2 separate regions of the Hordeum vulgare genome follow, and region 2 is linked to region 1. Evidence: chromatin contacts called from public Hi-C data. All regions are on one chromosome and are shown on one strand. The core of a region is the stretch at or near the end of the contact, and the rest is flanking DNA. Distances in the headings are between cores, read along the strand shown.

What was found. Hi-C and Micro-C count contacts between places; a contact is called where the count stands out from the background.
Region 2: a Hi-C map of seedling shows a contact between it and region 1, with 4 times the contacts expected there. The contact joins the promoter of LOC123443897 here to the promoter of LOC123439978 in region 1. A contact is called at or near these places in 2 of 6 Hi-C or Micro-C datasets (leaf and seedling) and 1 of 1 datasets of contacts at active chromatin or transcription factors (embryo).

What each region holds. Positions count from the first base shown.
Region 1 is chr3H:373,573,242-373,580,284 of MorexV3_pseudomolecules_assembly, reverse strand. LOC123439978 (probable galactinol--sucrose galactosyltransferase 1) reads left to right here and starts at 4,908. Exons shown (of 3, transcript XM_045116578.1): 1 at 4,908-5,287; 2 at 6,021-6,255; 3 at 6,350-6,844. The coding sequence starts at 5,094. The coding sequence ends at 6,120. It also overlaps the pseudogene LOC123439977.
Region 2 is chr3H:373,794,396-373,801,677 of MorexV3_pseudomolecules_assembly, reverse strand. It overlaps LOC123443897 (polypyrimidine tract-binding protein homolog 1-like), which reads left to right and starts at 3,245. Exons shown (of 10, transcript XM_045120446.1): 1 at 3,245-3,689; 2 at 4,133-4,342; 3 at 5,872-5,934; 4 at 6,089-6,162; 5 at 6,254-6,349; 6 at 6,459-6,516; 7 at 6,585-6,680; 8 at 6,755-6,836; 9 at 6,921-7,033. The coding sequence starts at 3,507.

The DNA of each region.
Region 1 (7,043 bases), core at 3,659-6,158:
CTTATGTGTATTGTATGTATCGAGTACTTTTATTTTGAACATTAGCTATTTAGTTCCCTCCTCCGTTGCCGCAAATAGTTTCACATCTCCATTCCCGCCTAATTTTTTGCACCACCTTTCCCGCCAAATTTTGCCGCCTCATTTCCCTCCTCGTTTTCCCGCCAACTTTTTACCCTCTTATTTCTCGCCAAATCTTTCCCGCCTCATTTCCCTCCTCGTTTTCCCGCCATCTTCCTGGTCACCTAAGTCTATAAAAGGAGGCATTGGACTGCCTTCCTCCATCATCCAGCCTCACTTGAAAACACTAGCATTGCCTTCCTCCATCATCCAGTCAACATGAGTTTGCCTTGCTCGGATCAGAGCATCAGGCCTAAGAAAATGCAGAGTGCGAGTTTGCCTCGGGGTGTGGAAGCAGTTCGATGTTGGTGCGGTGATCTCTGCAAGGTGAAGGAGGTGACGGATTTTTCAGATTGGTTGGGCATGAAGTTTTTCATGTGCGCCAATTATGAATCTGATCCGCCCGAATCTATTTCTGCGTACCTCAGGCCTCCGGTATGCTCAACTTATCCAGAGTAAATATGTTATTGATATTATTGTTTACTTGATATTTATATATATTTTTTGTAGTCTCCTCCTCTCTGCATGTACTATCATTGGATTGACACGGAAATGCCGGACTGGGCGGTGACCGAGATTCGTGAAAGAGGTCGTCGTGCTTGGGCTAGCTTGGACTTGGAAGAGCATCGCACGAAGGCTGAAGCAGAGGAGAAAGCAGAGAAGAAGAAAGAGTGGGAAGATTACTGTGTGGAGCAGAGGGCTTTTATTGATGAGATGAAAAGGAAGAACCAAGAAGAGAAACTTCGGTTGGAGGAGGTTTACAGACAGCGGGAACAGGCCCGTGAAGCTGAGAGGGAGAGAAAGAGAGAAAGGGCTCGTGCGGCCAAAGCAGCAGAAGAAGTCGGTGATGGAAAAGGCAAATATCCACGCTGGACTCAGTAGATTTATTTTAATTTCAGCAAGTTGTATCTTAATTTCAGCAAGTTGTATCTTAGTTTCAGCAAGTTGTGTCAGCACATTGTATCTTAATTTCAGCTAGTTGTATTTTAATTTCTGCAAGGTGTATCTTAGTTTGTCTGTAATCTCAAGTTATTGGTAGTATATGTGTTATCCACGAAGAACCAACTGAGCATTTTTGTTCCCGCCTTGCTTTCCCGTCATTTTGTTCCTGCCTTGCTTTCCCGCCATTTTGTTCCCGCCTCGCTTTCCTGTCATTTATTTCCCGCTCTTCGGCACCTATAAAACCCTCTCCACGGCAAGGTTGGTAAGGAATGTGCTCAAAATGCCTCATTATCCTTTCGATCGTAGTTTTCACAGTGGTATGTCCGAGTGTCTTCTACGCTTGGCTAGCAATTTCAAGATAGACAATAGAATAGTTTCATGGGACGAACTCATCAGTAGTGACACGCTACTGAATGAGATTGCTCATGCATTAGCTAGGAAGGGGTGGCCTGCAAGGACATATGAGGAGATTCGGAAGGAACTTCTGCGGTTGAATGAAAGATGGAAGAAGAAAGGCCAGCACATACGCGGTGGAGGTGGAGTAAAACATCCCTTTTTATGGATTGACGATAGCGAGGACGAAGACGATATCTTCATGCCGAGTAGCAAGGATAAGAGGACAGCATCAACGAGTGCCAAGAGTACCGCTTCGTCGAAGGGCCAGAGCTCTGCATCATCGAAGGAGGACGACGACTTTATGTAGTTTTTGTATGAACTCTGCATCTTAATGTATCTTATTTTATGTATCTTATTTTATGTATCTCCGAAATCTTACTTTGTTTGTTATCTCAAGTTATTGGTAGTATATGTGTTATCCACGATGAACCAACTGAGCATAGAAATAGATATGAATATGTCTCATAGATAAAATACACATAAGTCTCATAGATAACATACACATAAGTCTCATAGATAAAATACACATAAGTCTCATACATAAAATACACATAAGTTTCTTACATAAAATAGACATAAGTCTGAAGTGATACATAGCAGGGCAAAGAGTTTGCTTCACTCACGACGTCTCGGTTGGCGCTCTGGAGGTGTGGGGGTGTACTCCATCCCCACCTGTGGGGGGGCTAATGCTACGAGGAGGAATCTCGAATCCACCCTGGCCATACTGTGTATCCTGTGTGGGCCACGGTGGAGGAGTCGAAAACATGTCCAACCACATGTTTTGCTGCGATGGTGGCACCTAAAACTAGTTAAACAACTAAATTTATACTAATCTACCGGAGCACCTTAAACTAGTTAAACAACTAAATTTATACTAATCTACCGGAGCACCTAAAACTATTTAAACAACAAAAATATTTTACCCTTGAAGCGTGCGGAGAAACGATGAACAACGAATGACTCTTGACGAACACCGAGATTAATCCCACACCACCACCTCCAACTCCACCAAAACAACCAACTTCACCCACACCACCACCACCACCACTACAACCTCCACCTCAACCTCCACCACCACCACCAAAAATAGCTTCAAAACAAGCACCACAAACTACCCCATCGCGAGTGAGACGGATAGTTCGGATGTCCTCCTCCTTACACAACAAATGTACGGTTCAAAACGTGAAAATGAAAGATTTTTTGTGTGGGGGGAGAAGGTAGGAGGAGAAAGAGAGAAAGGAGATAAGGTAGAATGGGAGAAGAGAGAAGGAAGAAAGAGGAAGGAGGAAGAAAGGAGGAAGGAGGAAGAGAGGGGGAAGGGGCTGCCTCGGCTGGCTAGTGGCCACTAGTCGGCCTCCCCCAAGCCGATAGCCTTATCGGCTACGCCAGGGCCGACAGGCAGAGCCGACAGGGCAATCGACGTGGCCTGGCCACTAGTCGGCCGCCACGTGGCCGAGAGCCACTAATCGGTCGGGCCTAGGCCGACTGGCCTCCTGTCGGCCACGCCGACGCCGACAGCCTCCCGTCGGTCACGCCAGGGCCGAGCCAGGCCTATTTTTAAAAATATTCAAATCGATGCATTATTTTTCAAAAAGAATAAAAAATACAATATTAAAGAAAATTAGCCCGTTATAAAGTAAACTACGCAGACCATATTGCGGCGAACTACTATACAATACCGGTCGTCCGGTCCCTATAACATACAGATCGTGCGAGAATGGAACGAGATGAACCATCGTCACAAATCAGACAGCGTTCTTGATGGCGGAGCTGTAGCCGACGTGGTCATCGTAGAACTTTGACCACAGCATCACCCCTCCGTACTTGCCGGAGCCCTTGAGCGCCGGGAGCACCTGCGACTCCATGCTCCCCGCCGGTATGAACCCGCTCCCCGCCGCTGCCGGCGCCGCGGGTAATCCGAGGAAGATGTACTCGGCGTGGACCCCGGACGTCCACTGCTTCCATGAGTCCATCAGGTTGGCCGTGTTCCCCTGCACGTACTGGCACGGCGGGTTATTATAGAACTGCACCCACACGTAGTCGAAGAGGCCGGTGTCGAGCGCTTTGCCCACCCACTGGTCCGGGAACGGGCACTGCGGCGCCGCCGACAGGTACACCTCCTTGTTGCCCCCCTTGCCGCCGTAGGACTTGAGGTGCGCCGCGAGCGCGCCGGTAGTAGTCCGGGTTCCCTCCCTCGATGTCGAAGTCGACGCCGTCGAGCACCGCGTCGCCGAGAGGCCTCTTGGACGAGCTCCCGCCGAGGAAGCTGTTCCAGATGTACTGCGCGAGGTCGGCGGCGTCCTGCTCGGAGTTGAGCGTGTACCCTCCGGCGCCCCCGCCGATGGAGAGCCAGGGCCGGCCCTCGCGTATGGCCGGCGGAGCGACGGCCTAGCGCCCACGACAGGAGGGGGGCCATAATATTGTATGTATGTACTTCCTTCATAAACTAATATAAAAGCATTTAGAACATTATTTTAGTAATCTAAACACTCTTATCTTTACATTTATATATATATATAAAGAGGTTATTGCTTCCGTCGGAAAACTCACCGCTGCCGTTTTTTAAAAAGCCCCTGTCTTTTAGGTAATTAAACCCGCAGTACCTTTTTATGTGTTACGAACCGGAAAACGTTTCATTTTTGCAGAGAGCCCCCTATGGCATTGGATAAGAGAAACGCATCTAGGCTGACAGAAAACGCACGAGAGGGCTATCGCTTCTGCCCTCATAATCCCACATCGATACTTCACAGATAATTTCATCACTTTATATACATGCGTCTTGGTGATTTTACAAGAGGCAAGGGAAATCAACAGAGGAACAAATTCGAGAAGAAGAAATTGGGATGACGCGAACAGAAGTGGAGCCGCGAGACAGAGGGGGCTCGGGGCGAAGGAAAGGGACAGGCGCTGGCGATGCATACGTGGAGGTGGGGGCGTCGGGGTTAGAGGATTCAGGCAACTGGCGGGGTACGTCTTGCCGGAGACTGGCCCCGTAGGCCGACCTCGCAACAGCACACCATGGGAGGTGGTCGCGAGGTGCAGAGGTGGGAGGCGGTGGAGGAGCAGAGGAGGAGGCGAGTGCGGGCGTTATTGGAAGGGGGGAGTGCGGTGGAGGAGGTGGGTAAGGCTGGGCCTTGACACGTCTAATGGGTTGTGCACTACTACTCTATCTTTTTTCTTTAATTTCTTTCTCTAAATTTTTTAATTAAAAATGTGTGGTGTTATTTTTTCCTGTTGCAATGCATGGGTCTTTTTGTTAGTTTATCAAAAACCCGTCAGGCCTCGAGCCAGACCTTCTCCTTAAAGTGCAAAAACGACAGGTCCAAACCTGGCCTGGCCCGGTCCGGCCGTCGGGCTCAAAATCTACGCCGAGGCCCGACCCGTGGCCATGATCGGGTCAGGCTCAAAATAAAAGGTGTCTTAAAAAAACACGATGCGGAAGGCAACGCAAACCTTTCAATCTCTACTGCCGGGGGGTCGAACCGAAAAAGATCCCCACCCCGACGGCTATAAAACGAGGGAGAGCGCACTCGGCTGTCCCAACACCACAACCGCGCGCCGCGCCACACCCACAGATCCCACCGTCGTAAATCTTCCTACGTGCTTTGATTGGAGGACTGCGGTGCGGGGGGAGGAAGATGACAGTGGGAGCCGGGATCGCGGTCCAGGAGGACGGCAGCCTGGCGGCGCTGGGGGCCACGGTCCTGACGGAGGTGCGCGACAATGTGCTCGTCACGCCGGCCGCCGGGGGCGGCATGCTCAACGGCGCGTTCCTCGGCGTCCGGTCGGCCCCCGCCGGCAGCCGGAGCGTCTTCCCCGTCGGGAAGCTCAGGTGAGCTGCGCTGACTGTTGGTCTTCTCCGTTGCTCCTGCGATTCCTGAGCTCTCTTCAGCTGTTTTGTCCGGGTGGTCCTCTCCTCTGTCATCTGTTTCACAATTATTTGAAGCGTGTCTTATTTGATGTCTGTCATGTGCGACGATCTAGATTCAGAGAAACTATTCAGTTTGCAATCTTGTCTTCTCTTGACTCTTGGTAAACAGGAGTAGTAGTAACTCCTGAAACGTAAAACTTCAGGTGTGCGGTAAAAGTCTCCGCGCTCTTTTAAAAAAGACAAGGAAAATTCTTCAACATTTTGCTTTGTTAATAAAAGGAAATCGTCAACTCAATACCAACATTCTGGATCCCTTCTCTTCCTGTTTGTTCTTGACATTATAGTTCTTCCCCTAAAAAAGGTAAACAACCATGGACACTTGGCTGGCAAAAAATGAATTCTTAGTACTTATTACTCCCTCCGTTCCTAAATATAAGTCTTTTTAAAAATTTCACTAGAAGACTACGTACGGATGTATATAGACATACTTTAGAATGTAGATTCACTTATTTTCCTCTGTATCTAGTCCGCTAGTAAAATATCTAAAAAGACTTATATTTAAGAACGAAGGGAGTACAATATAGTTAAAATATATCTTGAAATAGGAGGGAGCTCCTGCGATTCATAAAGAATAAAGAATTGGCTGAACTGGTGTGGCATGCTGGTTTTTCAAGGACCTGCGATTCATGTGCAGGTTCAGGTTCAAGATGTGGTGGATGACACAGAGGATGGGCTCATCGGGCCGCGACATCCCCGTTGAGACGCAGTTCTTGATCGTCGAGGCACCATCTTGATCGTCGAGGCCGCCGATGGTGCCGGAGACGAGCAATCTGCTGTGTACACCGTCTTCCTCCCGATCCTGGAGGGCTCATTCCGAGCCGTACTCCAGGGGAACGAAAATGATGAGCTGGAAATTTGCTTGGAGAGTGGTAATTCAGACAATCATGGAAACTTCTCTCCATTGACTTGAGCACAGTTGTTTCATGATGTGTAACATTACTCTTGTTTTTCTTTTATTTGCAGGTGATCCAGCTGTAGAATCATTTGAAGGCACCCATCTAGTATTAGTTTATAGAGGGAGTACATTGTAGCGTATTAAAAAATATATATATATAATACAAAAAAAGAAGAAATCAGATGGTTAGACCCGGCTGCGATCAATTACCCAGTTTACGCACACGTCGTAAAACCCGTTCGTGGCTTCGTCTTCCGGTCGCCTCGACAGCTCGACGGCTCGTCTCGAGTGCCATCGTCAAACGAATCGCCGGCTTCAGTACTGCAGCGTCTCGACCGGCTTGTTGCCACTGCGCGCGTCGGCCGACCGGCAGACTAGCCATCCAACATCCGAAGAAACGCTGATCTTGAAAAGGATATCTTGGACAATGTTAATTCTGATTGTGCCTTTAATGACTTTGCATCAAGAAACGCCCGAAGAAACTTTTTCTGAAGAACTAAATTATTATTGTTGTCGATGAAGTCAGAACTTTGTTTTTATTTGAAGTAATCATGTCATTTTAGTTTCATTTCTCTATCATTTTAGTGTTATTATTGTCGATTTAGTAAGTTGAATTTTTGTTATTATTATTATCGATCGAGTCAATCAATTATTATAGTTAAATTTTAAACTAAAAATATATGGTCTTAACATAGGGGCCCATGTCATTGAGTTCGTCTAGGGCATCCCGAAACACATGGCCGGCCCTGTGGAAAGCATGAC
Region 2 (7,282 bases), core at 1,996-4,495, 220 kb before region 1:
TTAGGTCCCACTTGGCACATAGAGTTGGAGAAGTGCAGAGCAGGGGGAGTTCCAAATGGACCCTTAGTCACGATATGCCATTTTTTATGTATTTTTCAAAGGTAAATGTTTATACCCGGCGCGCTGGTCGAGTCTTCCGGCGGCCGCGTGCGGGTCATTCGATCTATTGGCTAATTGAAGCCTTGATTAGCCTCATATTCCACGCATGGCTGTTGGAGGTCCACGAACCATCCGTGACCTGTGTCTTTACCTCTTTCTTGCTCATCTCCATCCATATTCTACTTCATCTTTCTCCCTGTCCCATCCAAAGCCACGAGGTGGTGCTCGTCGCCATGGCCGCTGGTCGCTCGTAGTCGCCGCCATCGTTGCCTAATAGGCCTTGTTTGTGTCGTACGTGGACCACAGGTGCCAGATGCACCCCTCTCCATGGCTGTCCATAGTAGGAGTGTGCTCGTCGCCTTGTCCGCCGACAATTGGATGCCTCCATGTCCGCCGCAACCATGTAAGATCGAGGCTACGAACAGTGCAATGGCGGCGACGAATTTTGTTGTTGCAAGCGTCATGGTTTTTTGCCACGCCCGGTTAACTTTTTGCTACATCCATTCACGACGGAGTTGCGACCCATCACGGTGGGGACAATGATTTTTGTTGCAACCATTGTTGATTTTTGCTACAACCGACAAAGAAAAAGCTACAACCAGCGGATAGTTTTGCTACAACCACTGTTTTGCTACAAATGGCGAGATGTTTTGCTACAACCGTTCTTTGATTTTGCTACCACCGACATATTTTTTTGCTACCTCAATCACGTCGAAGCTAAGACCGGCAACGACAGTGAGATGGTTTTTCTGCAACTGTCCTTTGATTTTGCTACTATCGACATATTTGTTCCTACAACCACCATGTGTCGGCGAGGCGGAGCTGCATCCATGGTGTGCGCGGGTGACGAGTGCAGGATCCATCCATGGCGAGCGCGGACGTAGCAACTGCATCCATGGCGCTCGGCTCCGGCCAGCGGCTGCCCCCGAGAGATGCCATTTTTCTGGGAACCGCGGCTGGCCCCGAGAGTGGGAATGGAGCGGAGGCGAGCTTCGTCGAAGAGCGATGACGATGACGACGAGCCGAGCACGTGGAGATGCAACCAGGAGGCCAGGGGGAGGAGGGGGCGACGAGGGGCTACAGGAAATTGCATCTCACGACGAACGCGTTGACATAGTTTGAAGACGCGGGGGAAGGAACAAGATGACACTTGGTCCAATCATACGTCTATACGACGTTTATACGCTGGTGTATCGGGCGGCTTGGGGCTGACCAACCGAAACTATCGGCCAGCGTGCCGACGTCGAGCACTCCCCTTGTTCAAAGTTAAGAGTGACAAACGTGAAATGTCAAATTCTAAGGTGCATAAGTAAGGTGAGCAAAATTTAGAGTGGCAAACAAGGAATCTCCTATTTGCCGCTCTTTGCGGCAAATAGTCGGGCAAACGCACACGACTCGGTGGCGAAGGATTTTATTGGTCTGACCCATTTAGCGCTTCAGTGGTCCCAGTATTGGGAACCTTCTAGAGGTTTTCAGCCTTTTTTTTCGTTTCTGGGAAACATCTAGATGGTTCATGAACCGTTTTTTTTTTCATTTTTCTTTTCTATTTTTTTCTTTCCTGTTTCTGTTTCAAAAAATGTTCTGGATTTTCAAAAAATGATCTACAAATACGAAAAATGTTATTAAATTTCAAAAAAATTTCTTGCTTTTTTTTCAAAACTTTATTGATTTTTCAAACTTCATTCATAAATACGAAAATGTTCCGGATTTTCAAAAATTGTTCGTCAAATTCCAAAAATGTTTTTGCTCTTTGAAAAAATATTCTCGATTTTAGGAAAAATGTTTGAGGTTTTTAAATAATGTTCTGGATTTTCAAATATTTTTCTTATAATTCGAAAAATGTTTGAAAATTGTTCTCCATTTAGAAATTTTTAGTTGATTTAAATATGTTTAAAAAATTGTTCGGGCTTCCAAATTTGTTTACAATTTTTCAAGATTGTTCTCATTTTCGAAATTTCTTTTCAAGATTCAAAAAATGTTCATCCTTTAAAAATTTGTTCTCCATTTTTTAATTTTTTTTCAAAATAGTTCGCGCTTCCAAATTTCTTTGGGGGTTTTCAAAATTCCTCTCTGTTTTAATTTTTTTTCTCAGGATTGAAAAAATATTTGGAGTTTAAAAATTGTTCTCAATATTCAAAAAATATTTGGAGTTTAAAAAATGTTTGTGCTTCTAAAAAATTGTTTATTCTGCCAAATTTGTTTAAGGTTTTCAAAATTGTTCCCTGTTTTTCTTTCTCAAGAGTCAAAAAATGTACGTGCTTTAAAAAATTGTTTGCAGTTCCAAATTTTTTCAGGATTTTTCAAAATTGTTCCTGATTTGAAAATTTGTTCTCAATATTCATAAAGTTTTCTTGCTTTTATATTTGGTCTCTGATTTTTAAAATATTCATGGTTTCAAAAAATGATTGAGAAATTCAACATTTGTTCGTTTTGATAAAAAAAGAAAAAAGGAACACGGAAAGAAAAACGAGCCAAAAAAGGAAAAAAAGAAATAAACAAAAAAGAAAAAAAGAAAAAAAGGAAATTATCCAAATTTTTATAAAAAAAAAGTTAGGCCGGGCCAGTTGGACGGCCCCTGTGCGTTGGAGCGACCTCCTGCCGCAGCGAGCGGCAGGTAGGAGTTCCCGGCAAACAATGCTAAAAATGTTGACTTGGGCTGTGTGGAGAGGCGACGGGCGGACCCTAATTAACTCTTAAGCTTTGTTTGGTAGAAGTGGATTGAGGAGGTTTGGGGAGGAGGGGATTTGAGGGGATTTCGTGAATCCCTTCCTTTCACCCAATCCTCTCAAATCCTCGGGGTTTTGCTTCCACCAGTCTTTCGAGGAGGATCCTGAAACACATGAATAGAAAGGAATTGAAGGAGAATGGAGAAGATTCGACTAAGCAAACCCCTCTTACCAAATGGACGCCCGAAGTTTTATGGGGTTTCTGTCCCTTTCGACGATTTTCTTCTCGAAACATGTTGAATCCCTTCGTGCCAAACGAGGCCTTAAGGCTGTGCTGGCCCGGCGTTGTTCCGTGACGAGCCGAAGGCCGGCCTGACCTTTTATTCGCACGCCATGCCGGGCCTGTGTCGGTCCAATAATCCGTGGCGACGGCCCATTTGTCCGAAGTTTGCTCCATACTCTCTTCCGAGGATCCCCACACGAAACCCTAGGCAGGCTGCTCCGAAGCCTTTTGATTTGAGAATCCAAATCCAACTCGTCTTCCTCCGGTCCGGCCTTTCGCCTCTCCACATCGTCGACGAGAACCGCAACGGCCGCTCGCCGCCGTTAAGTACAGGCTCCTACTTTATGCGCCTTGGTTGCGTGCGTATCCACTGGCAGTTTCCTCCTAAGGGGATCTGTTTATCGCGATCAGTGCCGAGTTAAGATCGAGAGGTAGGAGGAGCTTTTGCGGGAGTGGGGATGGCTTCCGGCGGGAACCCGCAGTTCCGGTACACCCAGCCTCCATCGAAGGTGATACACGTGAGGAACCTGCCGTGGGAGTGCACGGACGAGGAGCTGACCGAGCTGGGGAGCCTCTTCGGCAAGGTCGTCAACACCAAGTGCAACGTCGGCGCCAACAGGAACCAGGCGTTCATCGAATTCGTGAGTATTAGTTCCAGATCCTTGATTGTATTCTCGTTCTAGTTTCGGCCTATGTGCGTCCCTCAGCCAGCCACCCACCCCTTCCTCCCAGATCGAGTTGTGGATGAGCGTATTTTAGCCTTGCTTTTTTTTTTTTTTGGTAAAGGGGCGTCCTGTTCGTGTATTTAGTCAGTGAGTTGCTGTGGCCAAAGCTGCCTGGCGCCACCCAGTTCACCATTCATAAACAGTTAAGGCCTTTAGAGCCATAAGATATCTTGGCACATGAACCAACCTTAGTTGTTGTCATGTTCTTTACAAAAACGAGCGCAATCTTGATGGAAATTGTGTCTGGAGTTTGTCTCAAGGAATTATAACCCATTATGCGGAAAAATACAAGTCCAGACTGTAATATGAGTATGCTCAGATACCAAACAGAAGATAAGTTTTACACGCTGTCTTTGCAGGCTGACCAAAATCAGGCAATTGCTATGATATCATATTATGCATCATCAGCCGAGCCAGCACAGGTAAGAGGCAAAAATGTGTACCTTCAGTACTCCAATAGACAGGAGATTGTCAACAGCAAGAATACCGGGGATGCTGCAGGCAATGTTTTGCTAGTGACAATGGAGGGTGTTCTGCCAGATGCTGTGAGCATAGATGTTTTGCACCTGGTAAGGAAGTTAAAGAGTTGTAACATTATTTCTGTTGTTTACTTAGTCTGATGTTGTCTGCAGGATTAATTTGATTTGCCAGGACTGCCTTAGTAACTTGTAGCCCATTTTTTACATGGTCCAAATGGATTAGCAGGCCGTTGTCACGGAGTATCATGACTGGCAACCGCATCAGGAACAACTGTGTGTGTTTGTTTCCTCTCCCTTACTCATCGCTGCCCTACCCCCTTCCCTTCCCTCAAACTATATCCTCCACTAGGATGTTAACATCCACTCCCTCCCTCTCTTCCTCCCACCCTCCCCCTTCCTCCCTCCCTCCTCATGTTTGTTGACTACGTAATACCTAGTGCCAAAAAGTTGGTTTACATGTTGTCTCAATGAGGATTGCATGAAATGCTTTTTGAATTTAATGTTTCCGAAGTACTTGACACGATGTGTACAGGAACAAATAAAGATGTGTGGATAGCATTGTTTAGAACTATCTCCAGAAAGCCATCAGGACAAGATGAAGCTGTTACCATAAGGATAACACAAGATGAAGATGCTAGAATTGTGGTTCCCTGTTATATCACAAATAGGCTTGAGGCAATAATTTGTTTCTTTTTGCCAAAACAACTAAACATGCATACATTATTCATGCCCTAAAAGAATATCGGCAAATAATATTTTGCATCACACATAAATGATGTTACGGAGCAATCCTATAACAGTTATCTTGTTGGAGCCTTGAACAGTTAGCCTATACTTATACATAACTATAGATCAGTAAATTTTAAAATCTACAGCAATTGATCAGTAAAGGCGTAAAGCCTCAACATGCAGTGTATCCTTTGTTATACACTTTGTGCTTGTTTGGCTTTAGGAAATGCTTCTATCACTTTCTATGCCCTCAAGTCCCAAGTGCTGACAAACCTGTGCTCAATTCTGTTCAATTGAGGTTGCACTTTTTTAACAGTTTACCACTTGCCGATGCGAAGACATGCCTAAAAGTTGTTTTTTTAGTGTTGGAACCTTGGCTAGCTGAACTCGTAGTTCCTTTTTTTAGCGACGGCACTGGAATATCAATGCTATGTAGATTTGTTGCTTGCTGAATTCCTTCCTTTTCTTCGCCATCTGTTATAAACGCTAGCAAATGGGAAGTTTTGACTCGGTAATAACATAATTAGAACTTCTATGGTTATAATTGTGTCAGGATAAACATAGTATAATTATTTCATCTTTTTGTATTTTTAGCGGTTTAGAAGACTCCATTTGAAAAAATGATTTGCTAGTAAAACCACAAAACTTGTCTCCAAACTCTTACCCGTGAGTGTCATGGTTAGTGAGGAATTTACTTTGTATGCTTCTCTGCTTTTCTTCATGCTTTATATTAAAGTCTTTGTGGTGCTCTGCATTCAGATATTAGTTGGCCTTTGTAGCTTATTTTCCTGATTTAAGCTTGCTTGTCTTTCCAATTATCTAAATGCATGCATTTGGTTTTACTACATTATTTTACTTGTCATATTGACAGCCTATCTTTATTTACCCAGGTATTTTCTGCTTTTGGATATGTTCACAAGATTGCTACCTTTGAGAAGGCATCTGGTTACCAGGTAACGGTTTAACTTGTAATTTAGTAACAGTTCTCATCTGATCATCCCTTGAACTCTCGCATGGTGGCTTCTCTTTATAAGAACAAGCAGCATGATTTCCTTATCTTTGTCCTGGTAGATTTTATACGAATATGTTCTTTTTTCTGTCTTCTAGGCATTGATACAATTCTCTGATGCTGAGACTGCATCATCTGCAAAAGCTGCTCTGGATGGCAGATGCATTCCTAGGTATTGTTCTCAGGCTATATATATATATATATATATTTCTATTGTACTATTTTTCAAGACTGATGGATAACTATTTATGCTTCTGCTGCAGCTACTTGCTTCCAGAACTTGATGGGTCCTGCACTTTAAGAATAAATTATTCAGCACACTCTGTTCTAAATGTCAAGTTTCAGAGTCACAGGAGTAGGTAAGAATTGCCGTCTTGCTGCTTGATGAATGTTCATCACATTCACCTATTTCCTCTCATTTTGGCGTTCAAAAGATCCTTTACTTATTGGTTTCTTTTTCCTCTTTAGGGACTATACAAACCCATACCTTCCCCTTGCACCTTCTGCTATTGAGGGATCTGGAGTGGTAATACTTCTAACCTCCGTGCATATATGATTAGATATTGTTCTTATGCTAACATAGTTGTGGGTTAGGCCCAGGATGGGAAAAAGGAGGAGGCAGAGAGCAATGTTCTGCTTGCGTCAGTTGAGAATATGCAGTATATTGTTACAATAGATGCTCTTCATGAGGTAATGTATTAAATACCGTGAAACCATCATATGTAAAACACTTGGCACCAACCAGTTGTTCCTGTAATTGGCAGGTCTTTTCTGCTTTTGGGTTTGTACAAAAGATTGCTATTTTTGAGAAGAACTCTGGCTTCCACGCACTAATCCAGTATCCAGGTAAAAAGATCAATTTACAAGCACACAAGACTCAAAAGTTTTGGCGTGCAGCATGTCTCTCAAACTTTTACGCCTTTCTTGCAGATATTCAAACTGCAGTTAAAGCAAAGGAAGCATTAGAAGGACACAGCATCTATGAAGGTGGATATTGCAAGCTTCACCTCGCGTTTTCACGCCATACCGATCTTAATGTTAGGGTAATTCACCACTCCCTCATTATGTTCAAATTTGGTACTCCCTCCGTTCCTAAATACTCCCTCCGTCCGGAAATACTTGTCATAGGAATGGATGTATCTAGATGTATTTTAGTTCTAGATACATCCATTTTTATCAATTTGTGCGACAAGTAATTCCGGACGGAGGGATTATATGTCTTTTTAGATATTTCACTAGGAGGCTATATACGGAGCAAAATGATTAAATCTACACTATAAAGTATGTCTATA